Linked DNA regions of Mus musculus: region 2 is linked to region 1. Evidence: chromatin contacts called from public HiChIP or PLAC-seq data. All regions are on one chromosome and are shown on one strand. The core of a region is the stretch at or near the end of the contact, and the rest is flanking DNA. Distances in the headings are between cores, read along the strand shown.

The links. HiChIP or PLAC-seq counts read pairs in DNA pulled down with a chosen protein or histone mark.
Region 2: a contact with region 1 is called in an H3K27ac HiChIP or PLAC-seq map of extraembryonic endoderm stem cells, with 4 times the contacts expected there. The contact joins the promoter of Sin3b here to the promoter of Eps15l1 in region 1. A contact is called at or near these places in 12 of 484 Hi-C or Micro-C datasets (CD4 T cells, CD8 T cells, Sertoli cells and 8 more), 3 of 115 datasets of contacts at active chromatin or transcription factors (extraembryonic endoderm stem cells, memory CD8 T cells and pancreatic cancer cells) and 1 of 9 other capture datasets (macrophages).

What each region holds. Positions count from the first base shown.
Region 1 is chr8:72,417,780-72,425,161 of GRCm38.p6, reverse strand. It overlaps Eps15l1 (epidermal growth factor receptor pathway substrate 15-like 1), which reads left to right and starts at 3,688. Exons shown (of 24, transcript NM_007944.3): 1 at 3,688-3,757. The coding sequence starts at 3,725. Gm46043 (a long non-coding RNA gene) reads right to left here. Exons shown (of 3, transcript XR_001778581.2): 1 at 3,382-7,382. Calr3 (calreticulin 3) reads left to right here. Exons shown (of 9, transcript NM_028500.3): 9 at 407-979. The coding sequence ends at 547.
Region 2 is chr8:72,720,589-72,727,970 of GRCm38.p6, reverse strand. Sin3b (transcriptional regulator, SIN3B (yeast)) reads right to left here and starts at 4,701. Exons shown (of 19, transcript NM_009188.4): 1 at 4,563-4,701; 2 at 3,821-3,927; 3 at 2,281-2,434. The coding sequence starts at 4,661.

The DNA of each region.
Region 1 (7,382 bases), core at 2,439-4,938:
GATTTGAACTCAGGACCTCTGGAAGAGTAGTCAGAGCTCTTGACTACTGAGACATCTCTCCAGCTCCCAGTTTTTATCTCTTTAGAGATAAGGTCGTATGCATTCTCAGATTGGCCTTAACCTTGCTGTATGGTCAACAATGACCTTGGACTAATGACCTCTGGGCCTGCATGTCAGGTGGGCACCACCATGCCTGATTTTTCCTATGCTAGCTATTGAATCCAGTGCCAGGCAAGCATTATCAACTACAAGCACTCTACCAATAGAGCCACAAGCTCTCTATCAATTGAGCTATAAGCATTCTACCAATTGAGCTACAAGCACTATACCAACTGAACTACAAGCACTCTATTATATGAGTCCCAGCCCCAGCTCCAGTCTGTTTTATTTTTGTCCTTTCCTCCAGGGTCCAGAAAAGGAGATGGATGCCATACAGGCCAAGGAAGAAGTGAAAAAGGCCCGTGAAGAAGATGAGGAGGATCTGCTGATGGGGAAGTTTCACAGGCACAACCATTTCAGCAGATTCCACAGGCAGGGCGAACTATAGTCATCCTCACTCTGCATGCTGAGTGGCCCAGCTGCAACTCTAATAATACACATTTGAATGATCACATCTACATGGTCATTTGTCCAGTTTCTGAAAAACAATCCCCTGTTTGTGTTAGGGTCCCCCATTTCTTCTATAGACCCCTATGACCCCAGGGTCTGCAATAAGTTTCTGTTGACGGCATGTGGTGGCACACTCCTTTAATCTCAGGACTTGAGAGGCAGAAGCAGACAGATCTGGGATTTCCACATCAGCCTGGTCCATGTAGTGAGTTCTAGGACAGCCTGGGACACATAGTGAGACACTGTTTAAATTTTTTTCCCTGCATAGAACAGATCATTGAAAGCCAGAGACCTATAAGAATCTGGCCATAAACAATGTGCTTTTTTTTTTTTTTGAAACTCTTAAATATTTTCATGAATAAAAGATGATAAAATAATTTTTAAAAATATTTTGTTTTACTTTTAAAGATTTATTATTTACTTTTTGTAAAATGTGTGTGTGTATATCTCTGTTTGTATTGTACTACATGCAGTTGCCCATTGAAGCCAGAAGAGAGCATCAGATCCTCTGGAGCAGGGGTGGGGGTGGTGGTGGTGGGTGGGGTGGTGGTGTTGTTTGTTTGTCATGGGTGCTGGAAAATGAACTCGGGTCCTCTGGGAGAGCAGCCAGTGAGTGCTCTTTACCACTGAGCCATCTCTCCCCAGCCCCTCTATTTTTCTTTTAAATCATTTTAAAGATTTATTTATATGTATAAGTGTTTTGTCTATGTAGTGGTTTGAATGAAAATGGCACCCATAGGTTCATATATTTAAATGTTAGGGAGTGGCACTATTTGAAAGGATTAGTGGGTATGTGGCCTTGTTGGAGGAAGTGTGTCACTGGCGGTGGGCTTTGAGGTTTCAAAAGCCCACACCAGGCCCAGTGTCTCTCTGGATTAGATATAAGTGCTCAGCTACTGCTTTAGGAACATGCTTTTCCTGCTGGTTACCATGCATCCTGCCATCATGGTCATTGACTCTAAGTCTCTGGAACTGTAAACTCCCTCCACCCTCACCCCGATAAACTCTCTTATACATTGCCTTGGCTGTGGTGTCTTATAGCAACAGAAAAGACACCAAGTGCTAGGATGACAGGTATGTGCCATGATACATGGCTATATTTCCTTAATCCACCCCCCTCCCCTTTTTTTAAGATAATGTTTCACCATGTAGTTCTGGCTAGCTTATAGCTCCTTATGTAGACCAGGTTGCCTACAAACACATGAGATCTGACTCTGCCTCCTTGAGGGCTGAGATTAAAGGCATGTGTTACCACACCTAGCTGGAAAAGTTTTTAAAATTTTTATGGGCTAGAGAGATGAGTCTGTGATTAAGGGCACTTGCTGCTTTCTCAGAGGATCTCCGTTCAATTCTCAATACCTACATCAGGCACTGGACAACCACTGATGCCCTCTTCTGGCCTCTGCAGGTGTCTGCACTTATGTACACAAACACACATACACAGAGCTTTTAAAACAAAGATTTGTGTTATGTGTATGGTGAGGCAGCTGGTCACACAGCATCCATTGTCCTGGCCTCCAGCACATGGAACAAGTGTGTGTGTGTGTGTGGGGGGGTCTTCCTTCCTCAGCTTAGTCTAGAAATTCACAGTTGTAACCCAGAGCTTTGTCTCCTATATGATTCTAGATCCTGTGCAGCTGGCAATCAGGATCAGTCACAACTACCTCAAGAAATCAAACACAGTGGGACTGAGTGTGGCGGTATATGTGTACCATGTTTCCCAGCACCTGTGTAGTGGTTTGAATGAGGATGTCCTAAGGGGCAGCAAGATAGCTCAGTGGGTAAAGATGCTTGCGGCCAAGGCTAACAACCTGAGTCCTATCTCTGTGACTCATGGTGGAAGGGGCCATCCAACACACAAATCTTTTAAGATGTAAGTTAAAATGTAACTTAAAAAAAAAAAAAAAGACAAAGAAATACCAGAGTAGGGGCTGGTGAGATGGCTCAGTGGGTAAGAGCACCCGACTGCTCTTCTGAAGGTTCGGAGTTCAAATCCCAGCAACCACATGGTGGCTCACAACCATCCTTAACAAGATCTGACTCCCTCTTCTGGATTGTCTGAAGATAGCTACAGTGTACTTACATATAATAAATAAATGAATCTTTAAAAAAAAAAAAAAAAAGAAATACCAGAGTAGCTGAAGATATAGTTAGTTGGTTAAGGGTGCTTGTTGCTTTTCCAGAGGACCCTAGTTCTGTTCCCACTCATATCGGGGGTTGGGGGCTCATAAGTGCTTTTAACTCCAGCTCAATGGCATCTAATAAACTCTTCTCTCTTGGGCAGGCATTGGCACGAGCACAGCAGGCATATACACATAAAAAAACAACAAAAAACACCAGATGTCAGGCTACACCCACATCTGCAAGCAATCAGAACCCAAATCTGTTTAACAAGCATACTGAGTGGTACTAACACTGCATATGGCCCAAGTTAGACTTGAGCACCATGGTACTTTGTTGTGTGCCACTGTCTCCATTTCCCCGGGAAAAGTTCAGCAAACCCTAGGCATTAGTAGAGGCTACTAGAGTGGAGAAGTTAAGACGGTGCCTGGGTTTAGCCAAGCTCCGATTCACAGACCCAGACTGGAAAGTGCAGGGAGCTGGAGTGCAGCGGTCTGGAAGGGAGCCCTACCTATCCCTTGGGTTCCCTGCCTCACAGGAGCCTCCAAAGCCAGGGGCTCGGTTTGCCCACTCCAATCAGGAGATGCACACGAGGCCCTCCCCACCCCCACAGACCGACTAGCCCGCCCACTCTCGGCCCACTAAACTTACGAGGCTCCGAACCTTCTAGTCACGCTGTGCTTTAGGCTAGGCTCTCTAAATCACCCGGTACGGCCAACTCTGGTAAGGCTATGCGACAGAGCCTTCCCCATAAAGGCTCCGCCTCCAGCCAGAACTGCCCCGCCCTCTCCACTGTGATCGAGGCTCCGCCCTCTTACTGCAAAACTTCTCACGGGAGGACTTGGATTCCCTTCTGCGCACGTGTACTCTGGTCCTGTGGCCTGTCCTTGCGCTGGCTGTGCTGCGCGCGCATCGCATCCCTCCTTCGTACTAGTGCGCAGGCACGGCCCCGCCCCCGTTCCTTCGGCGCTCCGGAGGCCGAGTCCGCACGAAGATGGCGGCGCCGCTTGTACCCCTCTCGCAGCAGGTATGGTGCTGGGGTGCGCCGTGGGGCGGTGCGGACGGTGGTTGCCGCGAGAAAGATAAGTCGTCGCGGAAGCGCGGCTCCAGGGGACCGCGGAGGCGCGCGCTGAAGGCTCAGAGGCTGAGTGGCGGGGGCCGGGCGGTTCTGAAGGTGACAGGCCGGAGCGGCCCGCATACTCTTGCGCCGGGCGACCCCCGAGCGGCTGCGAAGAGGTGATGGGGCGCGGCCGCTGCGTATGTCTGCTCCGTCTGGGGCCTGGCCAGGTTAAGGGACGGGGGGGGGTTTGGGGGGTGGGCGCTGTTGTTCGAGCCGCGTCGCGCTTCGTCCCCGCGGAGGCGAGCGAGAGCGGTGGGCCCGCCGCCAGTCTTTGTCTCCCGCGGGGTCGGGCGTCGGGGCGGGTGGTGTCCCATACTGGAGTCGCAAGGGGAACCGGGACACGCCCGCTTCGCCTCTGGCCGCCCAGCCCTCCTTCCCCCGAGATCCGCTTCCGCTGCTCTGTGCGGTGCGAAAAGCGCGGATCCTACGCCCCCAACGGTATGCACCAGTCTTCGTCCTCAGGGTCGCTGGATGGTTTTCTTGAACGTATCAAATGCTACAGGGACGTACAGAATAGCAGTGAGAAGGCCATTGTGCTTCTAGCGGAAAACATTCATTCATTCTTCAGCCACTTTCTAACGTGCTTGGGATCAGGTGCTTGGGAGCTCAGCAGTCTCTCACTGACAAAGTCTCTAGTTCCAGGTGACATCCATAAGAATTAGAAAGTATTCCTGTCCTGCTAATTTGCCAAATTACCCGTTTGTTCCACACAGCATATTATATGCACTTTGCTAGAATCGTCTTTCGCAGGGTCATGGTTACCAGGAGGAAGCATTTTATATTCAGATCTCGGCTCCAACTCTGGAAGAGTGTCCTTGAAGCAGGCTTCTTAACCTCAGCATATCAATTACCTCATTTGGAAAATAGAGATGTAAAATGCATTAGCAGAAAACTGTGGAAAGCACATTTTGCCTAACACATTGGAAGCTCTTTTGTTACCCGTCAATAAATTCGGGTGTTTGGGACTAAGACAAGAGCAAGTATGAATGCCAAAGCTGGTAAGAACTGCTTGGCAGGCTGATGCACCCAGGTCACCTGGTCTGAAGGAGAGGGCAATACAGGGTGGTTAAGTCCTGGAAGGACCAGCCACCAGCAGCCTTGACACTATATTAACATGTGGAGACCAGTAGATATTAATTAACATGCTCTTACAGCACCTGTGATTGTCTTCTGAAAATGGTTAAGGACTAGACAGATAGTAGGGAGTGTATTGAGGATAGGTGTGTATTGAGTTAGAGCCTTGCTATGTCACCCAGGCTGGCTTCCAATTCCTGGACTCTCTGCATCCTCGTGCTCCAGGCTTCCAAGTGGGATGACAGAGGACCAGCTGTGGGTGTTCACCTCTCTCTTGACAGGTTCTCACTGGCCTGTAGTTCCTCAATTAGGCCAGCCTGGAAAGTCAGCAAGGCCAGGGAGCCTCCTGTCCCTTCTTCTCCAGCACAAGTGCCGTGCATCCTGTAGCACTTCTGTGTGAGCTAGCTCTGGGGAGAGAATTTGGATCCTCGAGCTTTTAGGGCAAGCATGTTACTAACTCAGCTGGCTTCAGTCCAGTCATTACCTCTGACTTTTTTTGAGGGAGGGTTTTTCAAATTTCCTAATTTTGACATTAGTCATAATTTGGATTTTTAAAAATTTGGGCCATAGTAGTAGCTGATAGTTATTGAGTACATGGGAGTTGGATACATGCTGTCAATTTTTTCTCAAACACCAGAATATCAAGGAAGCGGTTCCTGGCCAAGTATAATGTCAACTTTCAGCTAGCACTTCAGTAACAGAAAGTTCTAGCCTGGGCTATAAAATGAGGCCCTGTCTGGGGAGGAGGGATGCTCTATTTTATTGGTAAACTAGTTACCGTAGGATGGCGTTTTGTCATACTGAGATGACAGATACAAAAACATGAGTCAGTTTCATTAGATTCACCTTGTTAGAGCCTCTGGGATAGAATCCTGATTCTCTCTTCCTAACTTGTGACTTGCCTTCCACATGCTCTCCATGGCACCATGGTGTGGTCAGTTCTCTGTTCTTCACATACCTAGCTGTGTTGTCAGCTATGGTGGCCCTGAAGACTGATCCTTCTTTCTGAAGCACTCCAGCCTTTTCTTCTCTGGCTTGGATCCTTCTCTTCCTTCAGCAGCAGTTCAGATATCATCCTTCCCAGAGGCCTTTGCTAGTCATGGCACACAGCCATGTGCACATCATATAATCCTACAGCTCTCTTGGTCCACAGGACATGTTTGCGTGTCTGTTGTTTCTGTGTCAGACCTGTTGCCAGTGGAAAGACACTCAGAAAGTGTCACCTAAGTAGGTATGGGGACTGTGACTGCACCTGCAGCAGCTCCCGTGTGGCCTTTCTTCCCTGTGTGGGATGGAGCTGTGGGTGGGAACAGGAGCTGAAACAGCAGTTGAGGAGACATGGCCTGTGGTGGCTCACAAGTTCAGGTGCCTTCTGAGCTGCTTTCCCTCCACCCCCATGTTTTTGTGGTGATTCTTTAAATTTTTTTGTATTTATTGATTTATTCCTGTGGGGGCCGTTATGTACCATGGTGCATGTGGTAGTCAAAGGACAATTTTCCTGCATTGGTACTTTGTGTGAGTTCCAAGTCTTTCTGTGTAGCTCAGGCTGGCCCCAGACTTCTATTGATTTTCCTGCCTTAGCCTCTAGAGGACTGTGATCCCAGAGCATGCCTGGTTGCTTCCTACCTCCTGGTTAGCAGAAGGCCTGGTCCAGGAGCCCCACACCTGCTTTTATAAGGGCAGTGTGCTGAGGGTTGGTTCTGGGTTTCACACATGCTCGGCACTACTCACTAAGCAATCCTTATGTTCATGTGTGCTGAGCGTGTGTGCGGAGGTCAGAGTACTACCTGGGAGTTGGGTCTCTTCTTCTGCCATGTGGGTCCTGGGCATCAAAGTAAGATTGTTAGGCTTGGTGACAAGTGTCCTTGTTCAACCATCTCATTGGCACTAAGTTGCCCAAGCTGACCTTGAACTCATGGCAGTTCTCTTGCCTTGCCGTCCTAAATGCCGGGGCTACAGATTTGAATCACGTGCTCAGCTTCTATAACTTCCCCTTTTGTCTTAAGATTTATTTATTTACATTTATGTGCATGTGTCTCTCTGAGTTATTTGTATCAAGTGTGTGCAGGTGCCCATGGAGGCAAGAGGATGTCAGATCCCCTGGAACAGGACCTTGATGTGGGTGCTGGGAACTGAACCTAGGTCCTCTGCAAGAGCAGTAAGCACGGCTGAGCCATTTGTTCAGCAGTCTGTGTTTATACTTGCTGCTCAGATATAGATGTTACTATTACCCAGACCCTTAGAGCAAGCCTAACAGCTCACATAGGATCACAAGGAAAACAGGGCATGGAGAGTTCTGGGATACCATTTGGCTGAGGTGTGCTGAACAGAAGGCTGTGGTGTGGTTGAGCCCAGCCACAGGATCAGGGAGAGTCTCTGCTCCTTTTTCTCGGCAGCCCCAGGGGATGTTTCCTATTGCCCTCTGTCTGCTCTCTTCTCCCCAATCCCATCCTGAACT
Region 2 (7,382 bases), core at 3,452-5,951, 300 kb before region 1:
TAAGTCCCTGCTATCAACGTTGGAAGTCCTACAACCAAACCCCAAATGAAAGAGAGGGCCAGCATCCAAGGACGTGGTAGTTTGGAATTCATCAGGCCCAAGACACTACCTGTCATTGTCAAAAACTGACCAAGCCTCCCCAAAGAGTGTGGTAAAGGGTCAGCCTCCTGTGAGTATGCGAGACCAAGAAGGACCTACTCTGTCCCCAGGAGCTAGGTGTCCCATCCTCACTTTTCCACTGACAGCTGGTTTCCTACTCCTCCCCAAACACAGCTCAGTGACCCAGGAAAAGGTCCTGCTTCCCCTGAAGAGCTTGGTCAGAAGAGCAGCAGCAACACAAGGAAGTCACATTTCTCCCACCTCTGAGTGCCAGTGGGGATTCTGAGGAAACAGCTCCCAGGATGCTTGCTGAGGGAGAAACAACAGCAGGTGAATGTGCTCCAAGCCTCCCGCTTGTGGCTGGGCATGGTTATCTGGCCCCTCCCTTCACAGGAGGCAGGTAAGATAGGGTCTTACTCTGTAGGCCACGCTTGGCTCTGAACTCATACCATCTCCTGAGTGCTGAAATGACACCTTGAATCAAAGCACCCAGCTCAGCTTGACCCTCTGTGTTGTCAACTGGGGCCCTGGTGCTTGTTACCTGGCTTTCAGCTGCTACAGCAAGGGCACAGGTGTCATGGTAGAGGACAGAATTCCTCTCAAGAAAGAATGAATGAAAGGCTCAGAAACCCTGCTACAGGCATCCCAACAGCTGGAGACTCCCTCAACACCTTTGTCAGCACATAAGGGAACAGTGTTCAAATGTGGCTGTCAAGGGAGGAAGGGAGGGAGGGAGGAAGAGAGAGAGGAAGGGAGGAAGGGCACTGCATTTCAAAAACTGAAGCTAGGATGCTAAGAAAGTAGGTGCCTATCACCCCAGTGCTCTGGAACCTAAAGCAGGAGAATGTCTAGTTCCAGAGCCAGGCTGGGCTACAGAGACCATGTCTCAAATAAGGAAAACAGCAAAATAGAAAAATGACTGAAAGACTGGAAATCAGCAGGATGCTGACATGTGGTAAAGTTTGGAATCCCGACTTAGAAAGCAATAAACACCTGAGTCAGAATCCCGGGTGAGCAGTTCATTCTCTGTCACCAAGATTAAGGGGCTCCAGAGTACCCTGAAGGAATGTGACTCAGGACAGGCACAGGTGCCCTGTTCATGGATCTAAGACCATCTTGGTCATCCTTTCTGTAAGCACAGGGGCCCCTTGGTCATCTAAGTCACCTATGAAGGGAACAGCCCGCCCCCATGACTCAGACTCCACTTCCTACCAGCTACCACTACCCACAACTTAGCTTTCTAGTGAGTGGCATCCTGAGTTCTTATATCATGCATGCCCCAGGAACTGCTCTTTGCTCTTGACACAGCTCACACTGCCTTGTATCACACAGAATCCAGAAGCTCCTTCTGTTAAGGCCCTGGTGGTCACAGTTCCTGAGTTCCAGGTACAGGTGGAAAATGGAAGACTGTGAAAACTCAGTGGCATGTGCTTCCAGGAGTCCCCTCTGAAAACTGGGCAGCGCTGGGCTTCATGAGGCATGCAGATGGGCACAGCAGGCAGAACTTATTCAGGAGCCACTTGGAGGGCCTGTGAGGCCACACTACCCTTCCAGAGTCCCTCTCCAACCTCACTGAAAGCCTGTGGTGGCAGCTCTCATGTGATCCTAGCATTGGGAAGACTAAGGAATGAGGATGAGGTTCAGACTGTCTAAGCTAAGGTGAGAGTAGCAACGTGGAGAACTACAGACAGCAGGCTGCAGAGCCCAACCTGAGCTGAGAAAAGAGCATTTGACAATCCTATGACACAGTGAAAGAAACACTTATTCCCATGCACATAGCTCAACTATCTCGACTTTACTGGTGGCCTGAGATCAATGGAAGCCATAAGATGGCAGTGCATACGTACTTGGCCTGGTAGACTTATTGGGAAAGCCTGGAGGCCAGACCTCAGTGACTAGTGATTCAATGATCCTGAAATCTCCTCCCAAACGCCCACCCCCACCTGCTGGGGACTAAACCCAGGACTTTGCCCGTGCTAAGTGTACTATTCCACACTGAACCACACCCCAGCCACTATACTTGATGGGACGAAAAGGCTGTCTCTGTGTTTGTCTGGTCATGCACTAGAGAACCTAGAAAAAGAATAGGTTGTACAAAGGCTTCCAGCAACATCACAAATGCCTAGCTGTGCTCCCTGTGGGTGCGACTCTCGAGGTCCACATCACTCAAGCGAAGCCTACCTGGCTGCTCAGCGGCGACTGGATGTTCAGCTTGCCGTTCTTGGGAATGTCTATACGGTATCCAAGCGGAAGGAAAGCATTAAACCCCACGATGAGGTCAGGGTGCTCATGGAAGAGCTGGGACACACGCCTGATCACACCAGGAGTGTCGATGCTGGAAAAAAGAAACACAAGTGGGCAAGAGTCCTAAGAGTGAACTCCCCCAGATGCCCTCGAGATCACCTCAGCCCAGGCTTAGTTGACGGCGAAGACTCTGAAAATGGGCCCCACCATGTTGTTTTGTTTGTTCCCTTAGAGACAGGGTTTCTCTGTATAGCCCTGATGACCTCCATATGCTTGCCTCTGCCTGAGATTAAAGGTATGCACCACTATGCCCAACTGAACAAATGGGCCCCACCATGTAAAATCACCTGTGGCTAGGTCTAGCAAGAACTATAACTAGACATAACTATATACATGATAGTTTTGTGTGTGTGTGTGTGTGTGATGTATATAACACACTACATAACTATATTTCCAGGCCATTTGAGCTCCTGGGCCCAATTCTGAAGATGTCTCAAGAGTTAGGTGCTGGGCTGAGACTCAACAGGACACAGTTCTCCAAGCAATGTGAGAAATTCCCTCATATTTTATGAATTAGGGAAAGGTAAGGATACACTTTCATTTTTTTACTAAAGGAAGTGTTTAAACACCAGAGCCTTCAAGTTAGGGGACTGGTAAAGTTGAAATGACATGAGGGTCTTCTTCTGGCTTCAGTACCCTGAATATCCACAAGAAACCAGCCCAGGCCGTCTACACTTCCTGAGAGCAGACAGGCAGGTCAGTACCAAGATCTGTGGGAAGCGGTCTGACTGACAGCCTGGGTTCTAGCTCCACCCACCTGTCACTAGGATGAGTCCCTTACCTAAACCAAGCCACACCTCCCAGAAGATTCTAGAAGACACGGACATTAACTCAGAAACAACCCAATACGCCTAACTGCTCTGTGTCTACAAAACAGTTCCTGTTCATACCACACTGGTTCCAGATTAGTAAGTGCTATTGAAAAGCATCGTAGGGACAAGAGCTAAGAGATCATAAGTAATATTTTCCTGCAGTATTAACAAAAAATGCTTCCCCAAACAATCAAAATCTGTACCCCATTTATTTTCTGTATTTGGGCATGTACCACAGATCTCAAGGGCAGGTCAACAACTTGTAGGAGTTAATTCTCATCTCTCTAGGGCTGAAACTCGGGTGGTCAGGCTTGGTGGCTGGCACTGCTACCCTCTGGGACATCTTACCCACCCCCAAATCAACATTTTAAATAAAGACTACACCCAACACTCCCTGTTCAGGCCTCGATTCCCCAATTCCTTCACCCCTTCCAGGAATCCCATCAGTTCCTCAGAACCACCTCATCTTGCGACTGTTTTAGAAGAGATTCCCAGGGCCCTCCAATCCTGTGCATGATTAACAGCTGAGGAGACACAGTGTAGTTGGTTTGGGGGTTAGAGGGCTCAGCCCCCAGCTCCTGGGTGTACAAGGCCCTGCAGATTACCTCTGGCTTTTGAACTCCTTCATGATCTCCAGGAAGCCGTTGTAGGTGGCAGGGTCACTGCCAAAGCGGATCTTCACCTGGTCGAGGTAGGTGAGAGCGTCCTCCACCTGTGGGGAACAAGAAGGCCAGAGGTGGGCCAGGGTCGCGCGATGCAGTGACTGATGGCTGGAAGGCCAGGGATAGAAGAGGGGTGGCACGGGGCAGCAGAGGGCCGCGAGGATAACTGCGGTGTTACTGGGAGGGCCGACGTCCGACTAGAAGGACCGAGAGCCTGCGGGTAGGACCAAGAGCCTGCGGGTAGTCCCGAGAGCCTGCGGGTAGTCCCGAGGGGCCTCGAGGAGTTCCGGGTTGGACCGAGGACCGGCGGGGACGACCGAAGGGTCTCGAGGAGGACGCGAAATCCCTTGGAAGACCGAGGGGCGTAAAAGGGAAACTACGGGCCAACTAGGAGGATCGAAGGTTTTCGGGGTGCACCGAAGGGTCCCGGGGATGACAGGGATCGCAGGAATGACTGAGAGATGTCGAGAAAGACCTCTGTATCTCTGAGAAGTCCGAGGAGCGGCGGAAATGAATTGTTAGGGGGAAACCGAGGGGCTGCCGCGAAGACCGAAGGATTCCGCGGAAGGGGTGTGGGGTCCCCGGGCCCGGCTGCGCAGAGAGGAGGCCAAGGCGGGGCCGCACGGCGGGGCGCCATCCCCGCGGGGGTCCGAGTCCCCAGGAAGAGGCTAAGGACATCACTCACGTGCACCGGCAGCTTCTCGTGCCCTCCGGAGCCCGAACGACCCCAGCGGGAGCCACCGAATCCCCGGCCCGCGGAGCCTCCGCTGCCTGCATGCGCCATGTTGGAAGTCAGAGCCGCTTCTGCCCCGCCTCCGCCTGAGCCCTGGTCGCGCTTGCGCGGGCCCCGCCTCCTAGGGGGTGGAGACTCGTGGCGTCAAATAGGGGAGTGTCCACATAAGGGCCTTGCTGGACGGGGCGGGAGGTCTTTCTCAACTTATGTGCCCTGGGGGTCTGTGGCCACCTGGAAGGCCTAAAGTGTTTTTTGATTTGTTTTGTTGGAGGGAAAGAAAGTAAAGCAAAGTTGAAGAATATTTCAAAACGCATTAATTCTATAAACTTCACATTTCAGTGTGCAGGCTCGCTTGTGATCTCAGTACCGGGGAGTCTGAGAGGAGACCACTGAGAGGTCTAACCTAAACTGGGGTACATAGTTAAGACTGCATCTCTAGGGGCTGGAGAGATGGCTCAACGCTCAACGGTAAGAGCACCGACTGCTCTTCCGAAGGTCCTTAGTTCAAATCCCAGCAAATACATGGTGGCTCACAACCACTCGTAATGAGATCTGACGCCTTCTTCTGGTGCATCTGAAGACAGCTACAGTTTACTTATTTATAATCATAAGTAAGTCTTTGGGCAGGAGCGAGCAGGGTTGGCAGGAGCGAGCAGAGGTCCTAAAATTCAATTCCCAGCAGTCACATGAAGGCTCACAACCTTCACTGTAGTGTACTCAAATACATTAAATAAATAAAACTTAAAAAAAAAAAAAGAAAAAAGACTGCATCTTTAAAAAAAAAAATGACAGTTAGGTGTTGACCTTGTCTCAAAAAGAGAGAGAGGGAAAACAAGCTTAGATGTCTGTGTTGACCCAAGACCTCAATAGTGATATTTGCAAGGCTCTGGTGCTTTCTGGAACAAGTTTCTGAATGTCTATTCTGTGAGGTTGATACAGCAATGGGCTGTAGGTGAGCAGCATCCATTCAAGAGCCATGTGGACTGAATTCTTGCACTGGGTGTGTATGTGTGTGTGTGCACGTGTGTGTACATATGTGTAGGTAAACTCACTCCTGTGTGTGTGTGTGTGTGTGTGTGTGTGTGTGTGTGTGTACAGAGACCAGAGATGGGCACAATCTTTTATCACCCAGCCCTTGTGTTTTGGGGGCAGCATCTCTTACTGAACCTGTAGCTCATTGTCTTCACTTGATACAGTGGCCATGGGTCCACCTGTCTCCACAGTAGTGCTGGGGTCACAGCCCCTAGTCTGGATCCTCCTGCTTGCTTAGAGCAAGCTCTTTACCCATTAACTCCTCTCAGAGTGACATTCCTTGATTCCGTTCACAAATGTGTGCAAACCTGGATCATGGGACCTCTGCTTCCAGGCTGACCTATCCTCCGTTCCAAACACCTACATAGTGGCTCACAACTGCTTGTAACTCCAATTTCAGGAGATCTGGCACCTTCACTGACCTCTGTAGACACTAGGCACATGTGGTACACATGTGATACATGCCAATTGAATATCCATATATTCATAAAACAACTTTTAAATTTAAACAAGGTGGAAATCAGAAGAGGAAACTACTTGATGTGGACCTCTGGCCCCCACATGCTTCCATACACACATGCATCCCTATGTGCACATGATAACATAAGGACCTAATCAGCTCTCACCCCTTAGCTTCCTCCCTGCTGCCAGTGCCCTCCACGCTGTGAGGATGTGCTCCCAGCACATGCCAGCCAAATCCAAACTCCAGCAATCACCGGGCATGTCAAAAGTAATGGGGCTTTATACACATACTTATGACCCCAGAAGAGGTGGTTTTCTGGCAGGCATGGTGGCCAGCAATGAAGCAGTAGTGACAGAATCCTAGAGCAAGGTGGCAAGCCAAGATGACTACATTGGCCAGGTTAAGCGACTGCAATGTTAGTTTTGAGTCATTTGGAAAGAGGGAACCTCAACCAAGAAAATGCCTCCATCTAGCTGGCCTGTGGGCAAGTCTGTGGGGGATTTTTCTTAATTGATGGTTGATGTGGAAAGCTCCAGCCCACTGTGGGTTCTGACTATCCTGGGCTGCTGGTCCTGCTGAGTTTAAGAAATCAGGCTGAGCAAGCCAAGGGGAGCAAGCCACTAAGCAGCACCCTCCATAGCTGGAGCAAAACACACACACCCATGCTGCCTCCTGTCATAGTGTTTCATCGAAGCAATGGAAACCCAAGGACATCAGGAGACCCTGAGGTATGTAAGGTAAAAAGTGGTCAAGGTAGACACCTAAGGCTAACCTGTGGCCATCAAGTGAATATACACATGTATGTATATGGTCCCATGTACATGAGACTAAACATACAGACAAGAGAGACAGAGAGACAGACAGAGACAGACAGAGACAGAGAAGCTGGCTATGGTGATGCCCACCTGCATCCCAGTACTCTGGAAGTGAGACTGGAGGATCATTAGTTTGAGGCCTGCCTGGGCTACAGAGACACCATCTCCAAGCTATAGCCCCAACAAAAAGGAAGGAGAGTATACCAGGTAGGCCTGGCCTCAGAATACTGACAAAAGGGTTAGTCTTCTGGTCAGTGACAGAGCACCAGGCCTACTGGCTATCTCCCAGAGACAAGCAAGTCCCTGGGAATTGAGGTCTGGCCTTGAGCTGAGTGCCTGGAGGAGCTGACATCCTGTGAGATACTGAACAAAGAGCCCTGTGACACAGAGCAGAATTGTTGACCTACAGGAACAACAAGATAAAAACGTGGTGGCATTGGACAGATCTTGCAACAATTTGTT